Linked DNA regions of Sus scrofa: regions 2 and 3 are each linked to region 1. A link is a contact called in public HiChIP or PLAC-seq data. All regions are on one chromosome and are shown on one strand. The core of a region is the stretch at or near the end of the contact, and the rest is flanking DNA. Distances in the headings are between cores, read along the strand shown. Region 1 has its middle 80 kb from the start of FNDC3A. Region 2 has its middle 63 kb from the start of CYSLTR2. Region 3 has its middle 110 kb from the start of CYSLTR2.

Region 1 (4,253 bases), core at 682-3,181:
GGGAGAGAGGGGCTGGCTCAGGAAATACTCACTGAACAAATAAACAAACAAACAAAAAGGCTGAAAAGTGGGCTGACCTCCCCATACCAGGAAAGCTCTTGGTGGTACCTCTAGAGTTTTAATTCACAGCTGTGCATCTTCCATTATTTTCCATTGTGTTCTTAAGATCCTAAAATAATATGACTAAAATTATTCACCCCTAGGTCTTTTCTGGTCATTGTTTGATATTCAATGTAGGGTTATTTTAAAAGTTATATTTAATGCACTTGCTCAGTGACTTCAAAAGTTGCAACTTCCATCCCATGGCAGCAGGAATGACTGGTTGGGCTCCCAGGCTTGATGCAGTTGACATACTGATGCCTGTTGCTCCCTCCTACACAGACTCCTTGGGTAGCACACAAAAAAAGTTAGGGGGCCTAAGGTACCTATAAAATGAAGGCACATCTGACAGCTTGCACTCTTTGAGCTAGATCACAGGAGCAAGGAAGAGACCTTTCAGAAGGTGTTACTGGATTTCTCTTGGTTTAATAGAGATTTTTTGTTGGAAATGCATCCAAAGGACAAAAGTGAGTAGCTGGTTGCTCGTCAGCAGGCAATTTGGTGGCTGCACCAGCTGCAGAACATATACGATCACACAATAAAACACATTTACATTTCTCTATATATTATAGAAATGGAAATGTGCAGTGGAAGTTAACGAGTATGGTTCTTCTGCAACATCTTCCTGCCATTCCTGATCAAAGCTTGTCGTTAGAGCTGCACATCTACCTGCGAAGGGTGAAGATTTGGGAACACTAGGGTTTACATCTCTGCTCTGCACCAACATGTATGACCCTGAGCATGTTACTTCATATTTCTGTGTCTCAGATTCATCATCTAAAAGAAAGAAGTAATACATTGATGCCTCATAAATCTATATTTCAGCCCAGATTTAACTCCTAAGTTCCCCACCTTTATGTTCAACTGCCTTTTGGACACTGAGTAGGTGTTTCATGGGCAACTCAAGTTCATTTGTCTAAAATAAAACTCATCTCCACCGCTAGTCCCAATAAAACAAAATATCGCTCCTCCTGCAGGTTTCCTAGGTTTCCAAACAATCTCATAAGCCAGAAACTCGGGTGGAGTCTTTGACTTCATCTTCTGCCTCACTCCATTTTTGGCTCATCACTGTGTCCTATCAATGTTATCTGCTATCTCTCCATCCTCACTTTCACCAGGTAGTCTAATTTTAAGACCTATGCTCCTCATTACCATGCTGAGCTAACATCATAATCAGAACAGTCTTTCAGGAAAATTAATCTGAGTTGAAAGTCCAGATGGAATAGAAAGGAAAGAGCCTAGAAATGTGGTCCTCAACTGGGAGACTACTGTGATTATCAAAGAAAATAGGTATTTGATGGAAATCAAGACCTCTGACCTGGAGAGTAACTACTAAGCTATTTCTCAAAGTATCTTTGATTACTATTACCGGCTATTGAAGATTTGGATGGGCAGGTTATTGGTCTTTAACAATAAAGTATTTCTCATATTGCAATAAGCTCTATGTCTTGGTCAAGAGTCCAGAAGGAAATTAGTCATGGTCATAGTCCCATATGGCCTCCCAAATGGGGAGAACTGGGCCAACTGAAGATTGTTTGAGCCTTCGTTCCAATGTTTAATTTCGGTTTTCCTGCAGCACTTCAACATTTATTTTTATATCAAAACATGTACCACTGTGTTCAAAAGAGGAAGGAGAATGGATCAAGATTTTCTGCCTTTGAGGTAAGCTAACAAGTCAGTGATAATTGAAATGAGAAATCTTGGTGCAGGAAGAGAGAACTGATTGTGCTCTGTCCTTGGTAGAATTTTGAGTCATTTATGCAGTATAGAGTCTGGAGAATTCTAGTGAGTCATGCATTGCTAACTATGGAAGAAAAATGTATTTTCTAAAGCCGTCTGCTATTACTCATGTTTTTCAGTGAGCATCAGCAGATGCTGGTACCCTATTGACTGGTGATCTAATAGAAAGTTTCTCAGAGACAGACAGATCTGACACAATTTTCCTCTAAGTCTGATAAATCTGGCACAAGTCCTTTTATTTGGCTTGCAAGATGTTTGCATTAACATTGTGACTTATTTTTGGCTTGGTGTTGAAAGGATTGTTTAGTAACAGAAACGCAGCATTTGGATTTTGTGACAACCAGGAGGAATGCTCTTATTTTATAATGAAACGATAGGACAAATGTTCTTTACAGTGATTCATTCCTCATGTGGGAAACAGTTCTTTTTATATATATCCTTTCTCCATTGGATACACGAAGCTGTTTTACCTTCAATATTTAGGCAGAATCTCTAGCAAGTGATTTGGGAACAATATCTAAATGATAAAGACAGGTTCCTCTGCAAAAGAAGCAGTATTGAAACTCTAGGATTGAATGTTAGGAACCACTTGGGTTCTGTTCCTAACTGGGTCAGAGTTTGCGTATAACCTTGAGCTATTCACTTCATCTTTTTTAAACTTAGGTTTTTTGTCTGAAATAGTCAGAAAATTGCTTACCTATTTAGCCAAGGCAGAAACAATTTCCTGATAGGAAGATGACTCAGCAGCCTAGGGAGGCAATGAGGCCTCTTATCCTGGAACTCTTCAGGGAGACGGAGGCAGCCAGCTGCCTGAATGGATTAAAGTGTGGTGCTTAAAGACTGGAGACCAGACCACACAAATGAAGCCTGGCCTAAAGGAAGACTAAAGAGACCGAGTCATGGAGGGCATGCTATCTGCCAGGCGCTGAGCTAGATCCCGGGAGATAACGGTGAACCAGACATACCCAGAGTTTCTGCCCGTATGAAATTTACTATTGAGGCTGTTTGTGCATGTTTGAGACTGTTCAGAGAGAGGTTCTATTTTATTATGTGGATCTGAGGTTTTTTTTTTAATATGGAATCATGCAGGATCACTGCTCTAGAAACACAATAATACAATTGTGGAAGTGTTATGGGAGAAGAGTCTGGTATTGTATGGGGTATTGCTAAAACAGGGCTTGACCCATCAGCTCTGGTGGGAGCAATGGAGTCATGCTGGCATTGCTTATTACCTGAGACGAGGGTGTGGGGAGAGTTTTAACATGTCTTCTATGGACTTACGGGTCCAAGTTAATGGGTTCTCCTCTCTACTGCCCCCAGAGGGGCTTTTTACCAATCTGCTGATGTCCAACGTGGAGAATGATTGCAGGGCTGCAGCAATTTAATGGATTCTGTACACACAAGCTGTCCCTGTTCTTGCATGGTCAGGGGCATGTCCAGGGTTGGTGTACAGGCAGTGTAGTGGCATCAAGGTTTTGTTTATAGCTCACATACAAAGCAGTGGTTCTTTCTCCCATAAGAAATTTGAAATGCTCCTTCCCTTGCTGTTGTGTGTGTTGCTTGCATAGGGGGAAAGACACCTTAAGTGCTGAGATTAGGGAGGTGGAGAGAGAGCTGAAGCACATCTAAAGGGTCTTAGAGCAGATGTCAGCTGTCTGGGGTATCTCAAGTTTTTCAGTGTTATTGGCCCATCTATTCCATTATAACTTTTAAAAATTACAAAATTCACTTTATTGTGATGTTCAGGAATGGAACCTGTAATATCTCAGAGATCTGCCTGGACCCAAAGAACGGAAAGCAGAGCCTTGAATAGATATTTGTAAACCCATATTCACAGAAGCACTATTCACAATAGCCAAAAGGTGGAAGCAACCCAAGTGTCCACTGACAGATCAATGGACAAGAAAATGTGGTCTAAACATACAGTGGATAATCACTCAGCCCTAAAGAAGGCAATTCTGACACTGCTACCACACAGATAAACCTTGAGGATATTATGCTGAGTGAAATAAGCCAGTCACAGGAAGGCAAATTTATATGAGGTACCCAATGTAGCCAAAACCAGAGGCAGAAAGTGGCTGCCAGGAACAGGGAGGGGAAGGGGAGCCAGTGTTTACCGAGGACAGAGCTTCAATGTGGAAAGTGAGAAGGTTCCTGGAGATGCTGGTGGTGATGGCTGCACAACAATGTGAATGTATTTAATGCTACCTAACTGTGCACTCAAAAATGCCTAAAATGGTCAATTTTGTTATGTTTTTACAATTTAAAAAAAGTCACCCCAAAAGTCGTATTTATGAGTCACCTTTTCCAAATGTATCATTCATCTTTTCCTCCCTGGGGTCTGACAGCCCTTACATTTTCCCCACTACTGACATCCAGAGCAGAGAGCACCAGAGCAGAGAGCAGGGGATCAG
Region 2 (4,253 bases), core at 814-3,313, 110 kb after region 1:
TTAACCCACTGAGCCACCAGGGAACTCCAGAATTTCCTTCCTTTTTAAGGATGAATAATATTCCATTATATTAACATACACATTTTGCTTCTCTCTTTATCCACTGATGGACACTTGGGGTGCTTCCATGTTTTAGCTGTTACGAGTAATGCTACTATGAATACAGGTGTACAAAAGTCTTCAAGACCCTGCTTACAGGGTATCAGTGAGCTAAGATTTGTAATACTTAGCACGGTCCCTGGCCCATCATAAGTGAGGATGATTGTCGGCTCTTATTTCTCCTACTCTACCCCTCTAAGCTCATCTGTAGATGGGTTATTCTATTAAAGACCTTGTGGGATGTAGATCATTTTGTTATTACTGCAGGGTGTGTGTGCTTTTGAGAGATGTCAACACCCTTTGTGCTGTGTTTCTAAACCAGCCTTTTGAAAGAAGCCACTGTGATATGGGCTCCTATCTCGTAAGACCACTGATGCTTTTAATTTAGTATACCGAATATGTGTATGAATCCTACCAGTAAGTCTTTCCTGAAAGAACCACTTCTCTGTCTACCTGTAGATACCTACTCTTTCAAAGGTTTTGCATATAAGAAGCTAAAATTAATATCATCAAAACGGCAATTTTCTTTTCTTTTCTTTTTTTTTTTGTCTTTTTGCCATTTCTTGGGTGGCTCCCATGGCATATGGAGGTTCCCAGGGTAGGGGTCCAATCAGAGCTATAGCCGCCGGCCTACGCCAGAACCACAGCAACGCGGGATCGAGCTGCGTCTGTGACCTACACCATAGCTCATGGCAATGCCGGATCCCTAACCCACTGCGCAAGGCCAGGGACTGAACCCGCAACCTCATGGTTCCTAGTCGGATTTGTTAACCACTGAGCCACGACGGGAACTTCTGCAATTTTCAAATAAAGTGAATTGGGCTTATTCACATGGTCTATTTAAGGAAAAGGAATACCTTGTTCCACTTTGTTTTGGCCGCAGCTGCGGCCAAGTGGAAGTTCCCAGGCCAAGGATCGAACCTGTGCCACAGCAGTAACCAGAACCACTGCAGTGACAATGCTGGATCCTTAACCCAGTGGGCCACCAGGGAAATCCAACATGGTTCCATTTGAAAAGAGGAACTCAGGCTATCATGGAGTGGTGAGAACATGACTGGGAGTCAGGGAGCTCCATTGAATCCTGCCCCTTATTAGCCCTGAAAGACCCTTAATATTTCTGAGCCTCACTATTCTTATATTTACCTCATAAGGTTGTTCAGAAGATTTAAAATAATGTATGGAAGCGCCACACACGTAGGCATCCTTAAATAATGTTCATTCTTGTCTCCCTTCCGGTGTCATTCCGAAAGTACCATCTATTCCTTGAGTATCAGCTCTGAGCCAGCAGGCACTTTTACAGGCTATGGGGTAAAGGGACGCCTCAGAGCTAGTCCCACCTTCAGAGGGATTTTTAGCGAGCGAGAAGGGCCGTGGCTAAGTGAGCTCAAGAGATTGATATGTGCAATAATAGCACCATGGCCAGGACCCGCCCATCCCAGCACAGGAAGCAAGAGAGGCCTTCACAGAGGTGTCCCTAGAGCTGGGTCGTGAAGGAGGAGAACAAGTTTACCAGACAGGTAAGAAGAACGGGTATTAAAAAAAAGCCAAGACAGAAAGAGCATGGAGTGTTATAAAGAGAATGAGCGTTTCTCTTGCTTTTAGAGAAGGCCTGGCCCAGCATTCTCACAGCATCTCCTTTGGCTGGCATCTGTTCAAATCTCTGGGCATTGCATTCAGTAAGGAAGCCAGGAATTATTAATGCCCATCACAGGCTGGGGCCTGGAGCTCCATTTGAGAGCCGGGCCTCTACATCTACCTGAAAAGGCGTAGCTTGTCCTTCTCTCTCTGTTAGCTTTTCACGGGGAGAACTAAGTAAATCACCATGATGGTGTCACTGTGGATCACCAGAGATTTTTCTCTCTAGAATCCTATCATTTAATCTCATTTCTAAAAGTGGTGCTCAGGTGTTGTGGGGGTGGATGCTGCCCATAATAACAAATGATCCATGATTCTCTGGCACATATAGTAGGGAGTCACCTAGTGGACAGAAAAGTCTCTTCCTCCAGGTCCATTTATAATAAAGAACATTCCAGAACGTGTTCAATTTGTCATTCAAAGTGGCCATGCCCAAATATAGTTCCTATGTCCCTCTACACTTTTATAAACCTCTGGCATTTGCCAGCTGCCGCTGCTGGAACAGAAATGTTTATATCCAGGCAGGACAGAAACATGATAGAAAATAAAGAGGCTGAAACCCCAGTAAAAAATACTGAAAGAGAAAATGCACAATCAGTTTTGTTCCGTGTATTTTTAAAGAAATTCCAGTCCAGTTGTAGCTGAGAGATGACTCATCCTGTCTTCAGAAGCACCAAGAGGAATGAAGCAGGAGGGATGAGCAAAACCAAGATTCTGTTTTACATAATCCTCATTTTCATGCAAAGAGCTCTTTGCACAGCTCATGAAATTAGCCAGCAATTTAACTACCTCATTATTTAGAGTGTCAGGCAAAGTGCACAAGATTTTTCTGGATAAGGATTATGACAGCCGGCCAGTAAGAAGACTGTCATAGACCATATCCTGCTCCCTAGAACACCAGGGAAGTGTCAAAGCGCCCTCAAAAGCCTGGGGAGAGTGACACACACCAGTCTTTTGACTGGCGCAGAGACCCACTTAAATGACCTCAGCGAAGGGGCCCCGGGGGGTTATCAGTGGTTCACAAACTGGACGACACATTCACCTCAGCTGAGGAGTTTTTAAAGCTTCTCAGATCTGGGTTTCACTCCCGAGGTTCTCGTTTAGTAAGTCTGGGGTGTGACTTGGGGGTCAGGATGTTTTGTAAGTCCCCAGGTAATGCTGACATACAGCCGAGTGTGAGAACCACTGGTAACTCGCAACTGGAACTGGAAGCCAACGATGCCCGGCAGCCGAGCACTCAGGGCTACCCCCCATCGCATCAGGCGCCAGGCGGTCTGTGTGCAGGGCGCCCCCTAGAGCGCGTTTCCAGCCGGGTGCGCCGCGGGGCACAGGACGACCCCCCCCCCACCCCCCGCCCTTTCCCTGGGAGACCCACTGGGTGTTACTGAAGTCGTCGGCGCTGCCTCATTACAGCTCTGTTCCTCGTCAGCCTCTCATTTCCCAATCTCAAATTCCTAAGGAAGGCGGGTGGCCGGATCACTTTTTGAAGATGGGTGACAAAAACCTCTCGCTTCTGACCAGCCCAGTCCATCCCCGGTGGCCATGAAGGGACCAGCGCCCTGGGCACAGTATCGTCCCTCAGGAAGCGTGAGGAGGAAGGCGATGACCGGTGGCTTAAACATAATGAGCTTGGCAGAAGCTGATGGATTTCATTAACAGGGGTTGAATTCCCCTTGGGTGACCGTAGAATTAACTGACCAAATTAGGACGCTTTGAGAGTGAAGGGGTGCTATTAATAATAACGTTGGGAGGGTAGGTAGAAACTGGAACAGTTCCTGGCACATATAGCCAGCCTAGTTTGCTTGAAATTTTGATAGGAAAGGGGGGGGGGAGACCTTGCTAAAATTTCAGGATATGGATATGGAAGGAATCATGCATCATAAATGGAAGAACCACAGCTAAGATGAGACTGTGAATGAATATATTCCGGCAACCTCTCCAGTAGAAATTCCTGGCCATGAGGGCCCCTCTTGCTGGCAGTTGTAGACACGCAGATCACACTCCTAAGGTGTATTAATTCCTGAGGGCCATCCTAACGAATTACCACAAATCTTTGGTTTAAAAAAATAGAAATATTTTCTGTCACAGTTTGGGAGGCTAGAAGTCCAAAACTAACATGTCCTGAGGCTCTAGTGTCAAGACTCTAGGAGAGAATCCTTCCTTGCCTCTTGCAGCTTCTGGTGGCTCCAGACAGGCATTGGTTTGTGGCTGTATCATTTCACCTTCTGCTTTTGCCTTCACACGGCCTGCCCCACTCTTCTGTCCTTGTTGTATCCTTTTCCTTCTTTTATCAAGACACTTGTCATTGGTTTTAGGGCCCACCCACTTAATTCAGTGTATCTTATCTTGACATCCTTAATTTAATTCCATCAGCAAAGACCCTTTTTCCAAATAAGGTCACATTCACAAGTTCCAGGGGGACGTTTCTTTTGGGGGGACTCCATTCATCCCATCGTAGCAGGTATGGACCTCAGAGTCAGTCTCACCGAAGAAGAGGAGGTGCTCAGGAATTCATTTGC
Region 3 (4,253 bases), core at 821-3,320, 68 kb after region 1:
CTGGGTCCTCCTCTCTCATAAGGATCCAAAAAGGTTGTTGGCTTTTCAGTCCGTTCAGCTTGCTACTTGTTAGGATGGAGTGGTTACTCCCAGGCTCCTTATATGCTGAACTGGAAACATAGAGTGTCCGATTACGAGTTTGTAATGAGTTGAGAATCCGTCTGATTGTAGGATTCGTAATCTAGAATCTCATCTCTGCATCACCCACTGAGCCTGTTGATACTCTGCTCCTAAATATCTCTTGTCTCTGTTCCCTTCAGTTTGTCCTACGCTAACCATCCCTTGTTGTCTCCGCACTGGTCCAAGCCAGTATCACCTTCTCATTGCTCTCACCACCCCCAACACAGACCTCCTGTAATGGTTCCACACGTTGGACCCAAAGCAATACTTTCAGAATAAAAATCTCTGTATTACTAACCCTCTTTTGAAACCCTGTGGCCAAACAGCGAGGTTTGGCCAATGGAAAGCCCCTAAATGGACACAGATAGAAAATTCCCAGGTTTTGCAACAAAGCACAGAAAAGTCTTAAATACAGCCCAGTGAGAATTTCATCACCAGACCTGAGACTTTAAGCCGGGTGACGTGGGTTTTTGAGTGGGCAGGCTGCTGCCTTACATGGCTGAGCAAATAAATACTGGAAGCCCCATAGTTAAGTTTCACACTTAAAGGCTTGGCCTCTCTGACAGCCTACTGGTCATAGCTGACACCCTAAGATGCATGAGAAGTAGAGTGGGGACCCGCGAGGTATCTTTTGTCCATGTTGTTCTCATATCTACTGTGATGCTTCAGAGAGCTTGTGAGGGGAACTGATTGGTACCCATGAGTTTCATGGTCTCCATCTGCAAGCCCAGCCCAGGTGTGCTCGTTCCAGGGCCTGAAAAGTCTTTCAGTGATTTCTTGTGGTTCTTAGGACAAGGCGGACTCCTGAGTGTGTCCCTTGGCTGGCTTTCAGGCTCCTGTCCTGTCTTGCTTCCCCTCACTCCCTTTGTCCAGACACAATGACTTTTCAGTTGCCCCAAGCTCTTCTCTTAGCCTGAGATGCTCGTTTCTGCTCTTCTCCGCTGTGTAAGTTCTGCTCACCTTTCTTTTTCTTTTTTCTTTTTTTTTTTTTTTTGTCTTTTTGCCATTTCTTGGGCCACTCCTGCGGCATATGGAGGTTCCCAGGCTAGGGGTCGAATCAGAGCTGTAGCTGCCAGCCTACGCCAGAGCCACAGCAACGCAAGATCCGAGCCGCGTCTGCAACCTACACCACAGCTCACGGCAACGCGGATGTTAACCCACTGAGCAAGGGCAGGGATCAAACCCACAACTCATGGTTCCTAGTCGGATTCGATAACCACTGTGCCACGACAGGAACTCCTGCTCACCTTTCTGATCTCAGCGCAAGTGCCGTTTCTTCAGAGAAGACTTTCCTGATCTGTCTGGCTTATCAGATCTCATTGTGTAGTTTGTATAGCATTTTATATCTCTTCTTAACATTGGTCACCATTGCACTTTGCATGTATGTGTAATGATTTGATCACTATCTGTTGCTCTGTGAAAGCAGGGACTGTGTCTTGTTTGGCCTTGTGCTTGGCCGTGGAGGCACTCAATAAATGTAATGAGTGAATGAATGAGGGCCCTTGATTGGTTATAAAGAGGAATCATTGCATAACTGGCATTTTCTTTTCTCCTTGGATGGGGTTTGGCTTTTTATCAGCAAGTATTTATTGCGCTTCTATGAAGCAGAGAGTATTGTTGTTTGCCTTTATATATATTTGTAATAGTCCCATGGCATGTGGAATACGAATACCCTGCTGTGAGTCTTAGGAAGACAAATGAGGTGTAGAGAAGAGGTCGATCTTCTTCATCTTCCTTATGAAACATGCCAGAGTAAGATAAGTAACCAGAGACCAGCAAGCATAGAATGAAATCACTTCCAAAAATAACACAGAAGACAAGTTAGTGATGAAGCTCAGAGTGATGGAGGGAGCGTTATCAACCGTTTCCTCTTCCTCCGCCACTTTGTGCGTTTTTGTCAAGAATTTCTCTGTTCTAGACAAGTGCAGTCTGACCTGGTGACTCACCGCAGGTGGTACAGAGTCAGCATTACATAATACATCGCAGGCAGCCAGTGTAAGCTGGTGTAAGGGTCTGTCTCCAGGAGAGAGGGAGGGAAGCCCTTCTACAGCAGGGCGCTGGAGAGGGTCAGCATCTGCAGGCCTGGGGCCCAGACAAAGGGAGCAGGCGTCTCATTCCCCTTCTGCAGCCGAAGCTGGTTTAGAGACAGGCCCTGTTTTCACCACTCATCTGTGTGGACAGCATTTCCTTGACCGAATGGTTGTGTAACAGGAAAAGTGATTCAAGGGGAATTTAAGGCAGCAGGCTTGTTTACCAAATATTAACTTTGGTCCGAGCGCCAAGTCACTGACGTGGGCCATATGCAGCAACACAGTTTCGTTGGCCACAGCAGGCGCTGTGCACACCAACCTCCGGGAGGGCTCCTGGGAAGGAGGTTTGGCCTGTACAAAGAGCCAGGAATGAAGGCTGAGCCTGAAACCGTCCCCGATGGGCAGTGGAGCAAGAGTGAAGGACTCACTTTATAAACGCCTGATGCCTGTTGAATGGTATGTGTGTCTTACTGGAGAAATACCATGCATCTTAACAGCATTTTTTGTGGAGAACATGCTGTTTTGTTGACTGCTAAACCAGAAGCTTAAGAAAACACACACACGCTCTTATTTATCCCAGATGTCTACTGGAAACCCAGTGTACTAAACTGGGGAGCCTATTTAATGCCCGGAAAGGTATTTGTCATTTGGACTTGATTTACAGGGATGGTAGTAGACTCTATCCTCACACTTCACATTTATTAAACATTTTGCAGATTATAAAATTGGTTGTTGATATAGTTAAAAAAAATCCCAAATCCGAGTTCCCATCATGGCGCAGCAGAAATGAATCCAACTAGGAACCATGAGGTTGTAGGTTCGATCCCTGGCCTCGCTCAGTGGTTGGGGATCGAGCATCGCCATGAGCTGTGGTATAGGTCACAGATGCAGCTTGGATCTGGTGTTGCTGTGGCTGTGGTGTAGGCTGGCAGCTGTAGCTCTGGTTGGACCTCTAGGCTGGGAACTTCCATGTGCCGCAGGTGTGGCCCTAAAAAAAAAAATCCCAAATCATTGATGATTCAGCCCAAGATTGAAACTCTTTTAAGAGATGTGAAGTAAGAAGTGAACCAAGGTAATTAGGAGTTTTTAAGATGTAATGGAAATGTGGAGTTGTGATCATTTTAGAATCAAAAGGTCAGTCATGGATTTTGAAACACAAGATAATGGGTAGAAAATGGTCATTTGTTGCTTTTGGCTGTTCACCATCAATGCTCTTTGACAGCATCCTGATTTCATTGGAGGGAACTGTCCTTCCCTGGTGTGTGTGTGTGGTCCTGATGGGGCAGAAGACACATCCCTTCCTCTAAGGAACCTGAAAGGAACCCATCCTCCCTCTTTCTGATCTGGGCTCAACTAATCAGACTCACTGTCATAGGAATTGGAATCTTGAGCAAGTGCTGAAACAACACGAGAAATGGACAGTCATCACAGGGACCAGGGACAGTGGCCAATCAACCCACCTTCATGGGTTGTAGCTCTTTTTGCATCTGGTCTCTGGGTTCCCTTGGTTCCGTCAATTTTAATGGTTTAATGCCTCCAGTCTCCTGTTGATTCTCTGAGCCCTTATGTCCTTCCACAAATTCCTTTGGCTTAATATGGTCAGCGTCGATGACTAGTATACAAATGGTAAATTAGGATGAAGAAGGCTCGAGGTGGCATCACGTTAAAAACACATTCAGGGCAGGAAAAGGCAGGGCGGGGGCAACTCAGGGCCAAAGTCAGAGGATGTTTCTGGGTCAGGAATCCAGGAGGCTTCGAGAAAGGACAGGTGTGAAACTTCTCAGGTTCCAAGGCAGACTTCAGACTCAGAAAAGAGCTACCTTATTTCCCCTACTGAATGATCAAGGACACAGAGAAAACAGCATTACTATGGCAGCCATACAGAAACAACTCAAGTTTTTTTCATAGTGGAATAAATATGGAAAATAAGATACACTATGTTTAGAAGAATTCAAAAAGTGAATGGCAGGAGATGAGGCAACACAGTTATAACCCAATAGGAAGCAGCTCCCTCCCACTCCTGGCTGGAGGGACAGTGGAAGGAGGTGGTAGAGCTATGGTGGTAGTTGGGTAAGGGATCGGGGCTGGGGGGAGGTTCTGCAC

Evidence for each region. HiChIP or PLAC-seq counts read pairs in DNA pulled down with a chosen protein or histone mark.
Region 2: an H3K27ac HiChIP or PLAC-seq map of alveolar macrophages shows a contact between it and region 1. The contact joins two enhancer-like sites. A contact is called at or near these places in 3 of 47 Hi-C or Micro-C datasets (all in embryonic fibroblasts) and 1 of 2 datasets of contacts at active chromatin or transcription factors (alveolar macrophages).
Region 3: an H3K27ac HiChIP or PLAC-seq map of alveolar macrophages shows a contact between it and region 1, with 2.0 times the contacts expected there. The contact joins two enhancer-like sites. A contact is called at or near these places in 3 of 47 Hi-C or Micro-C datasets (adipocytes, embryonic fibroblasts and heart right ventricle) and 1 of 2 datasets of contacts at active chromatin or transcription factors (alveolar macrophages).

Annotation. Positions count from the first base shown.
Region 1 is chr11:18,835,605-18,839,857 of Sscrofa11.1, forward strand. No RefSeq gene overlaps it. Among named protein-coding and RNA genes, the nearest start is that of FNDC3A, 80 kb to the left of the region's middle. Within about 2 kb of position 1,932, at least 4 of the 83 cell types and tissues checked have an H3K27ac peak or open chromatin away from gene starts, as enhancers often do. A contact at or near this core is called in alveolar macrophages and embryonic fibroblasts, where this site is marked.
Region 2 is chr11:18,946,033-18,950,285 of Sscrofa11.1, forward strand. No RefSeq gene overlaps it. Among named protein-coding and RNA genes, the nearest start is that of CYSLTR2, 63 kb to the right of the region's middle. Within about 2 kb of position 2,064, at least 21 of the 83 cell types and tissues checked have an H3K27ac peak or open chromatin away from gene starts, as enhancers often do. A contact at or near this core is called in alveolar macrophages, where this site is marked.
Region 3 is chr11:18,903,506-18,907,758 of Sscrofa11.1, forward strand. No RefSeq gene overlaps it. Among named protein-coding and RNA genes, the nearest start is that of CYSLTR2, 110 kb to the right of the region's middle. Within about 2 kb of position 2,071, at least 25 of the 83 cell types and tissues checked have an H3K27ac peak or open chromatin away from gene starts, as enhancers often do. A contact at or near this core is called in alveolar macrophages and embryonic fibroblasts, where this site is marked.